3 separate regions of the Mus musculus genome follow, and regions 1 and 3 are each linked to region 2. The links are chromatin contacts, called in public Hi-C and HiChIP or PLAC-seq maps. All regions are on one chromosome and are shown on one strand. Each heading gives the region's core, a stretch centred on a gene start, on an enhancer-like site or on the middle of the called end of the contact. The rest is flanking DNA. Distances are from core to core; before and after follow the strand shown.

Region 1 (3,187 bases), core at 680-3,179, 600 kb before region 2:
CAGGGGCTGGAGAGAAGAGTAGGAAGTGGTGGACCAGGAACCTAGGATCTCATGCCACAAATGACTCACAGTCCCAAAATTGTATTTTGAGAGACATTGTAAGCTTCAGGACATGTTCAGCTATGATTCTGGGAGAGGGAATCCTGCTATTTGTCTAATGGGGAATCTACCCCAGGGAGGGCCAAGTGCGTGGGTGAGCTGAGCTACTCTATTTCCCAAATGTTAAAATTCATTATTCAAGTGTTAGAGGGCATGGCACTGGGTGGGCTGTCACCCGGCCAAGCTGGCTTGAAATCTTGGCTCTACCACAAAGTAGCTGCTTAGCTTCCTGCATCTTTTGCTCCCGCATCTCACCTGGAATGCAGGTGGCAGGGATTTCACAGGGATAGGCAGGCAAATAAAAACAAGAAAGGTGCATGTTGGCATCTTCCTGTTAAATGGGTACTGTGATGGTTTGTATATGCTGGGCTCAGGGAGTGGCACTGTTAGGAGGTGTGGCCTTGTTAGAGTAGGTGTGTCACTGTGGGTGTGGGCTTTAAGACCCTCATCCTTGCTGCCTGGAAGTCAGTCTTCTCCTAGCAGCCTTCAGATGAAGATGTAGAACTCTCAGCTCCTCCTGCACCATGCCTGCCTGGATGCTGCCATGCTCCCACCTTGATGATAATGGACTGAACCTCTGAACCTGTAAGCCAGCCCCAGGCATCTTCAGGTACCCCTACCTTCACCAGCAACCCTGCTGCAGTTTCTCAACCCCTCCTCTCATTAGATGTGGATCTAAGCTCTGTTTTTTGTTGTTAAAATCTAAACACTAGCAAAATAAACAGTTGGTGCCTGTCTTAGGGTTTTACTGCTATGAACAGACATCATGACCAAGGCAACTCCTAGACAACATTTAATTCAATGGGAACCACAATGAGTCTGCAGATAATCTTCGGAAGGATGGCCATCTTCACTTTGTTCCTCCTGCCAGCAGAGGAGCATGGCAGTTATTTCTTCAGCCGGTGTTAACCTGATTTCTTTTTCAGGGTCACAAGATTTCTTTCCTTCTTTCTTTCTTTCTTTCTTTCTTTCTTTCTTTCTTTCTTTCTTTCTTTCTTTCTTTTCGTTTTTTTTTTTTTTTTTTTTTTTTTTTTGAAACAGGGTTTCTCTGTATAGCCCTGGCTGTCCTGGAACTCACTTTGTAGACCAGGCTGGCCTCGAACTTAGAAATCCTCCTGCCTCTGCCTCCCGAGTGCTAGGATTAAAGACGTGTGCCACCACGCCCCATTTTTTTTTTTTTTTTTTTTGTCACAAGATTCCTGTTCATAGGTCCTTCACCTTCATGGTTGGGGGATGGTGGCCTGTGAAATGGGGAAAAAGAGCTTTGAGAAACGGGAGGAGTGAGATAGGCAATAGAACACATGGGTCATGAGGGCTAGAGAGATGGCTCAGCAGTTAAGAGCACTTGCTACCCTGGCAGAGGACGCAGGTTCAGTTCCCAGCATCCACATGGTGGATAATAACCATCCGCAACTCCAATTCCAGGGTACATGATGCTCTCTTCTGACCTCTAGGAGCACCAGGCACACGTGTGGTGCACATATGTGCATGCAGGCAAATACTCATACACAGAAAATAACTTAATCTAAAAGCACCCAGAGGGATATGAAAAAGGGAGTGTGCGGTGGAGGGATGCAGTAAAGATAGAGGCCAGGGAGATGGGGGTGGTGGAGGAATGGAGAATCAACCAAAACTAAGTATGCACAAAAATCGCATAGGAAACGTATTATTTTGAACACTAGTTAAAAATAAACATACAAAGAAGCCAACGTTGTCTGCTCAGTTTGCATTGTGAGGCAGCTCGCAAGGCTGCAGCATCCTCAGCTGCCCTGGCTCCACCCTCAGCATCTGACTCCTCACTGGGCTCTGTGTTTATGCAGTGCTCTCAGGACACTCTCTTCCAGATGCACACAGCTGCGAGATGCTGAGGCCAAGGACCTGGTGTTCTATGGGAGTACATTGTACCCTCGTCCTCCCCACTGGGACTGATGAATCTTAACACAGGCCCTCACTGTGCCTCGTTGGGACAGCAGCCACAGCACGTAGACAAAGGGTACATGACACCTCCAGCTGCCCTTTTCGAACTGGCAGGCATCCTGTTGGGTGCTTTGCCTTTTCAGCATCAGGAACACCCCAGATCCTTCCCTGAGGTGTCTGGCAGGGTCTCCCACATCACGTTGAGCTGGCTGTGATTCAGGAACTTTCTAGAAGCAGCACATTGATTGTGTAAGTCTGGGGGGATATCTGTCCTTCTAGAGCAGATGGAAAAGCCTGGCCAAGCTGCAGACACTGATTTTATTATTATGTCCTCTCTCCAGTTGAGAAAGCATTGGGGGGGCAGGCCACTGAGATAGCTCAGTGGGTACCAGTTTGTGCTGTGAAGACTTGCTTCTATTCTGAGACCTGCAAGGTGGACACTTGGACATTTGGACACTCACATATACACAGTATAAATAAATAAATAAATAAATAAATAAATAAGTGTAATTAAAAACATTTTTTTCCATAGAGATCCAGAAGAAACCTTGGCTGTGAGTCTCCAGGCACAACAGCTTTCAGGTCTGGGGACAACTTTAAAGAACTTAGTTCTCAGGTCTCAGTGACAACATCAGCTCATGGGTGACTCTGGATGACCTAGAACCTTTTGAGCGGGCCTGGGGAATTAAGAGCTGTTGGTCTGTGTCCTCCTAGATTCATGAGTGAGCTCTCGTCACAGACTGTGAGGTTTCACAGAGCACAGTCAGGGCGAGGTGGGGAAGAGGGTGCTTCCGTTTTGTAGGTGGTTGGTAGGTGCCAACTCTTTCCTGTTTTCTTGTGTTTCCTGGGTTAGCTGTTCTGCTGTTTCTGGTTTCTGTGCTGCTGAAGTCAGTGGTCCTTCTGCCTGGCAAAACTATTGATGCTGTGTTTCACAGGCATGCACTGGAGGTCTCAAGATGTGTGGGCGCTCGTCTAGATATGCGGGACAGGGCTTGAACAACACATACCAAGATCTGTTCATCATTGATCAGAGCTTTGGGGGAGGCTTGTCGACTTTCATCGACCTATGCAGAGCTGTGTCTACAAGACCTGAGCTCTGAGGACCCGGAGGAGTGGAATGGACTACAGTCTGATACTGGAGACAGCCTTACTTCAGGTTCACTGTACTTTT
Region 2 (2,926 bases), core at 363-2,862:
TAAACATGGCCTTCCCTCCCAAAGCTTCCTCAGATGCTAGGTCCGAAGCCTAGTGCGGTACAGCCGGAGTTGGACAGGGCCCAGGACCTTAGAGCGGGTACCCACTTCCCGTGAGTTGGGAACGACTTGGGTTGCACATCATGGGGAGCCCCTCAGACACAGGGGCATGGGGTCCTTCCTGTCTCAAGGCATCCTGACGCTGGTGAGCCTCTAAGCGCCTGAGGGCAAAGACTGGTTCTCACAGGGTAAGACTTACGATGCAACAAATCAGAATCCTAGGTGTATTAGTCAGGGTTTCTATTCCTGCACAAACATCAGGACCAAGAAGCAAGCTGGGGAGGGAAGGGTTTATTCAGCTTACACTTCCATACTGCTGTTCATCACCAAGGAAGTCAGAACTGGAACTCAAGCAGGTCAGGAAGCTGGAGCTGATGCAGAGGCCATGGAGGGATGTTCTTTACTGGCTTGCTTCCCCTGGTTTGCTCAGTTTGCTTTCTTAGAGAACCAAGACTATCACCCACCCAGAAATGGTACCACCCACAAGGGGCCCTACCCCCTTGATCACTAATTAAGAAAATGTCCCACAGTTGGATCTCATGGAGACACTTCCCCAGCTAAAACTCCTTTCTCAGTGATAACTCCAGCCTGTGTCAAGTTGATACATAAAACCAGCCAGTACAGGGCTGGAGAGATGGCTCAGAGGTTAAGAGCACTGACTGCTCTTCCAGAGGTCCTGAGTTCAATTCCCAGCAACCACATGGTGTCTCACAACCATCTGTAATGGAATCTGATGCCCTCTTGTGGTGTGTCTAAAGACAGCTGCAATGTACTCATATACATAAAATAAATAAATCCTTAAAAAACAAAACAAACAAACAAACAAAAACCAGCCAGTACACTAGGGGTTCATTTTCCAACCACAAGGACAAAGGTAGTAAGGCTTGGGGCCACCGACCAAGTCTTCAAGGACTCTCTGTCCCTTCTCCTTAGACCCTCTTATCTCCGTTACACCTGCCAGTCTGTAAGCCTGGTGCTCCCCAGCTATGCCATTAATGGGTTGTGTGGCCAGAATGCCCCCTCCAGGATGGGATAAGAGGACCTGCCTGCCCACCTCTATAAAAATGCATCTGAAATGCCAGTGAATGGCGGCGGTGGATGCCCTATGGTGCTGGCCCAGGCTTGCATGGAGGGTGCTTGCAGACTGGATATGGGATCTTTGTTGGATCTTGGCGTTTCGGTTGGGTTGGTTGGTTGGTTGGTTGGTTGTCTTTTATTTATTTGTAGCGTATGTGCAAGGAATCCAAGGACCACTTACAGGAGTCACTTTTCTCCCACCATGTGTGCCCCACATGCAAGATAAGACACAGACGATCTGGACCACACAGGATAAACTGGACTCCGTCAAATTAAAAACTCTGCTTCACAGGGAGACATGGAGAGCAAGAAAACTTGAGTCATCAGGCGGGCTGGCAAGGGCCTTCGCTCACTCTGTCATTGTGCCTTCCTGGATGTTTGAATTTCTTAAGGCAGGTTCCCTGGTAACAGGCTGCGCCATGTTGGAGAGCTGGCCTGGCTGTGTCCTCAGCTCCACCCTGCAAGCTTTCAGCTCAGTAGGCCTAGAAACCCAGCCCTGATGATCTCAGCTGCCGTGCAGCCAAGCTGGCTGCTGAGAAGACAGAGTCAGCTGGGTTCACTGGGAGGCTCAAAGCTGGAATTCTGAATGCCGACCAGCCCTGGAGTCCCCACTGTGCCGGGTTCCCTGAGGCTCTCTGTGTGTAGCGGTGGCGTGGCCTCAGATGCCCCCACCTGCAGCTGGAATTGCAGGCAGTTGTGAGCTGCCTGGTGGGTACTGAGAAATGAACTCCGGTCCTCTCCGAGAGCAGCAGGTGATCTTAACCACTGAGCCATCTCTCTAGCCCCAACAGTTGTCTTTGTTTTGTTGGGTTATGAGAATTTATTTTTAAAGTTTTTTTTTATTGAATTTAATTGAGTGTGTGTGTGTGTGTGTGTGTGTGTGTGTATGAACACCACGTTTATATCACAGGATAACTATGAAGGTCAGAGGACAGCTAATAGAAGTAGGCTCTTCTTTCTATATATGGGTTCTTGGTGATCGAACTCAGATTGTCAGACTTGACTCTGGGCATTTTTACCAGCTGAGCTGTCCTGCTGGCCTCTGACTTATTTTTATATTCTAGATGTCTCTTATTGGATAAGGGACTCGCAGGTATTTTCTCCCTTCTGCGAGCTGTCTTTTCTTGCTCTCCATGTCTCCCTGTGAAGCAGAGTTTTTAATTTGACGGAGTCCAGTTTATCCTGTGTGGTCCAGATCGTCTGTGTCTTATCTTGCATGTCGTTGAGCCCTACATGCTAATAATCAAGTGGGACTTATGAGTGAGTCTTGGAGGGTACTGAGCTGTTCTGTGGGCTCAGTGGGTTGACCTTGGGGCTCATTTCAGATACAGGGTTCTGAGTATGAGTCCCCCTCCGATGCTAGCCTTCTAGCCCAGCAGGGCTTCCATTGTTGATAGCCAAATCAGAGAGATGAAAAGGGAGCCATTCACATAGCAAGCCTGGGACACCACAGTGGTGTGGGGATCCAGGAGAGACACTGTATTGGGCAGACACCATTTCTCATCTAGACAGAAGACACCCAGAGGAATGGCTTGAGTATCGGGGGCTAATTAATCCTCTGTCCTGTCCGCAGCCATGAAAGCTGACCGGAAGCGCTTAAAGGGCGAGAAGACTGACCTGGTGAGCCAGATGCAGCAGCTGTACGCCACGCTGGAGAGCCGCGAGGAGCAGTTGCGAGACTTCATCCGCAACTATGAGCAGCACCGCAAGGTCGGTGTCTCCCTGGACCCCTGCTCTCCCCTCTCACCCCCGTCCCTCTCCTATCCCTTTCTCCTGCCCTCCCCTCTCAGAC
Region 3 (2,939 bases), core at 133-2,632, 800 kb before region 2:
TGGAAGAGGAGCCAGTGCTCCTAACCCCTGAACCATCTCTTCATTCAGCCCCTGGAATTCTGAGTTTAGAGCTCAGTATAGTTGCAAGCTGCCATGTGTGTTTATTGAGCAGCGAAATGCAGTGAGGATGGCTGAGTAATTGAACTTTTATTTTATCTAGTGCTATTCTCATTAAATGGAAACAGCCAAATGGCTAATGGCTGCTATATTGGATGGGCAAAGGCTCTTATCTCTCTGCATCTTCTTCTCTCTCTGCATCAATGGTTGCTTAGCTTTCCAACAAATTTCTTTATACGTTTAAAATTACACTTATTCCGTGTGTGTGTGTGTGTGTGTGTGTGTGTGTGTGTGTGTGTTTGCATGCGTGTCAGTGTACTTGTGAAAGTCAGGGGTTGATGTTGGGTATCTTCTTCAGTCACTTTCTGCCCTTATTTAATTATTTGTTTTGTGTATGTATGAGAAAGAAACAGAGAGAATGAGGGAACATGTGACACAAATTCCATGACATGTAATTAGAAGCAGAGGATAACGTTTAGGGGTTGGCTTTCTCCTAACTCCTGGGGTCAGGGTCTCTCTTGTTTCTGTGACTGCAACCCATACTCTACTCAGGGCTAGCTGCCTCTAAGGCTTCTGGTTGGTTCTGCCTCCCCTCTTCTCCTTGGGCATGCTTTGGGCATGCTGGGATTACAGATGCACACCACTCTGGCTGGAATTTTAACTGGGACCTGGGGACTGAGCTAAGGTTGAAAAGCTTGCATTGGGTAGCAGTTTTACCTGCTAAGAAAACTCCCCAACCCCTATGTCTGCTATTTGAGACAGGGTCTCTCACTGAATCTGGGGCTCACCAGTTCAGCTAGGTTGGTTGGCCAGTGAGCTCCAGTGGACCACCACCTCTGCTTCCCCAGTGCTGGGATTGTGGACATTCACTGTTGCATCTGGCTCTTTACAGGGATGCTGGGTATCTGAACTCAGGTGCCTGTGATTGCAGATCCAGCTCTTTACCGAGCAAGCCCTGCCTTTCTCCCCACAAACCACCTTGATATTGTATGATGTCTGCTTCCCCATTACCTCAAAAAATGTTGGATGGTCCTTTTCCTTCCCTCCTTCCTCCCACCCATCCATCCATCCATCCATCCATCCATCCATTCATCCATCCTTCCTTCCTTCCTTCCTTTTTTTCTGGCTGCAGGCTGGAGCCCGGGTCACCTATACATAAACAGCTTCTTCCCACTTCCACCCTCAAAGCACTGCTTTCTTCTAGTTGGCATTTCTGAATTTCTATCTGATGTCTGGAATCCTTTGCCCACTGTTCCTGAGCCCCATGCTATCTATGTGGTGGCTTCCCCGGGAAGCCTAATGAGGCAGTTGCCATGGTAACTGGGTGACATCCCTGTAGCTGATGCTAATGCCGTGGATCCGGAAGCCCCTTGCCTGTTTCTCTCTGTTTGGTAGACTAATAACATTTAAATTAAACGTATTAATTTATTTCATGTCAATTAATTTGTATGTTAAATGGTGTGTCGGCTTCACCTTCCCCCACCCCACCACAACACTCATTAATTAACTCCAGCCAAATCAGGAGTGCATCCTAGAAGGTGGCGATCGTTTTTAGCAAACTACAATTATGATACTCTGCTCCCATGTAGAAAATAATCAATGTCAAAATAATTGCTTTTTACAGGCCACAGTCAGCTGTCTTGTCAGATAGTTAACTTATAATTATAGCTGTTTGGATTTTTTGAAATAAAAAAATGTAGCCAAAATATTGGGAAGACAAGGGGTGACTGTTAATAATGTAACAGTGTGTGACACATCCAACCATTTTGTTCAATGGCGTCTGCGACTGTGCAGGGCTAGTGGTAGAGAAGAACCAGGTGTGCCAGGGAGTTAATCTGACCTTCGGTTAGAAGGCAACTTTTGCCTTCCTTTATCCTCTGTCTTTGGTGAGATGGTGGGAACACTGGTCGCTTCCAAGGAGATTATGTTGCTGGTATCTGCTGCTTACCAGAGAGGTGCACAGACTGCCAAGCTCCCTGGGAATCTGGCTAGTCTCCCTGGAAGTATCCCATGGATTGTGAGCACATACTATAGCCTCTCTCTCTGTACTTTGGGGTACCATTGTTTATGGTAATGATGAGTGTCTCGAAAACCAGATGTAGGTGATCTCTGCCCTGTCTCCAGTCAGTTTGTTTCTTCATTCTAGAGGAAAGTGAAGCTGAGGGGAGCTTAGTGCATGGGCACAGATTTACACACATTATCCAGCTTGGAGTGTTGTGCATTGTGTGTGTCAGGGACCTGCTTATGTGTAGCTTGAGGTCCCCTGTTTAGAGCCATGTGTTCTTTACGATGGTTAGTGTTAATGGTCAACTTGACAGAGTCATGGGACAAGGACATGCCTGTGGAAGATGATCTTGGTTAGGTTGGTTGAGGTGGGAAGACCCACCCACCGTGGGCAGCCCCTTTCCTTGACTGGGATCCTGAAGGCTCTAAATGGAGAAGGGGGACTGTGCAGCAGTGGGCATTCAGCCCCTTCTGCTTCCTGATTGTTGATGTGGCGTGAGCAGCTTCTCCAAGCTCCTGCTGTACTCTTGAGCTATGAGCTAGAATCCACTTCTTCTTCTTCCTTAAGTTGGTTTTCTGGGGGTGTTTTTTATTTTATCACAGCAACAGGAAAAGAACAGTTTGGGAGCTTAGACTTGTTCTGTTATTGCTCTTCACCCTCTGCTCTGGCAGGTAGCCGGCTAGTTATGAACAAAGTGCTTTCTACGTCTGCCTCTGCATCAGGACTGCGGTGATGGCGAGCAGAGCCAGGGAACTCACCACCCCCAACCCTAGCTGGCTTGGGACTGAAACATGACCTACCCGCTTTATCTTTTGGATTTTTACAGGTATCTCAGACGAAAACAGACCCCGAATTTCTGCTGTTGACAAGAGGAGAG

What was found. A called contact is a pair of places that touch in the nucleus more often than the background predicts. HiChIP or PLAC-seq counts read pairs in DNA pulled down with a chosen protein or histone mark.
Region 1: a Hi-C map of cerebral cortex shows a contact between it and region 2, with 1.9 times the contacts expected there. The contact joins two enhancer-like sites. A contact is called at or near these places in 1 of 484 Hi-C or Micro-C datasets (cerebral cortex) and 2 of 115 datasets of contacts at active chromatin or transcription factors (astrocytes and oligodendrocyte precursor cells).
Region 3: an H3K27ac HiChIP or PLAC-seq map of VIP interneurons shows a contact between it and region 2, with 8 times the contacts expected there. The contact joins two enhancer-like sites. A contact is called at or near these places in 1 of 484 Hi-C or Micro-C datasets (the HPC-7 cell line) and 3 of 115 datasets of contacts at active chromatin or transcription factors (VIP interneurons, astrocytes and embryonic stem cells).

The regions. Positions count from the first base shown.
Region 1 is chr4:142,755,388-142,758,574 of GRCm38.p6, reverse strand. No RefSeq gene overlaps it. Among named protein-coding and RNA genes, the nearest start is that of Gm42341, 110 kb to the right of the region's middle. Within about 2 kb of position 1,929, at least 32 of the 459 cell types and tissues checked have an H3K27ac peak or open chromatin away from gene starts, as enhancers often do. A contact at or near this core is called in cerebral cortex, where this site is marked.
Region 2 is chr4:142,158,962-142,161,887 of GRCm38.p6, reverse strand. Kazn (kazrin, periplakin interacting protein) reads left to right here. Exons shown (of 18, transcript NM_144531.3): 6 at 2,708-2,844. Among named protein-coding and RNA genes, the nearest start is that of Gm35581, 33 kb to the right of the region's middle. Within about 2 kb of position 1,612, at least 47 of the 459 cell types and tissues checked have an H3K27ac peak or open chromatin away from gene starts, as enhancers often do. A contact at or near this core is called in VIP interneurons and cerebral cortex, where this site is marked.
Region 3 is chr4:142,955,669-142,958,607 of GRCm38.p6, reverse strand. No RefSeq gene overlaps it. Among named protein-coding and RNA genes, the nearest start is that of Mir7021, 180 kb to the left of the region's middle. Within about 2 kb of position 1,382, at least 13 of the 459 cell types and tissues checked have an H3K27ac peak or open chromatin away from gene starts, as enhancers often do. A contact at or near this core is called in VIP interneurons, where this site is marked.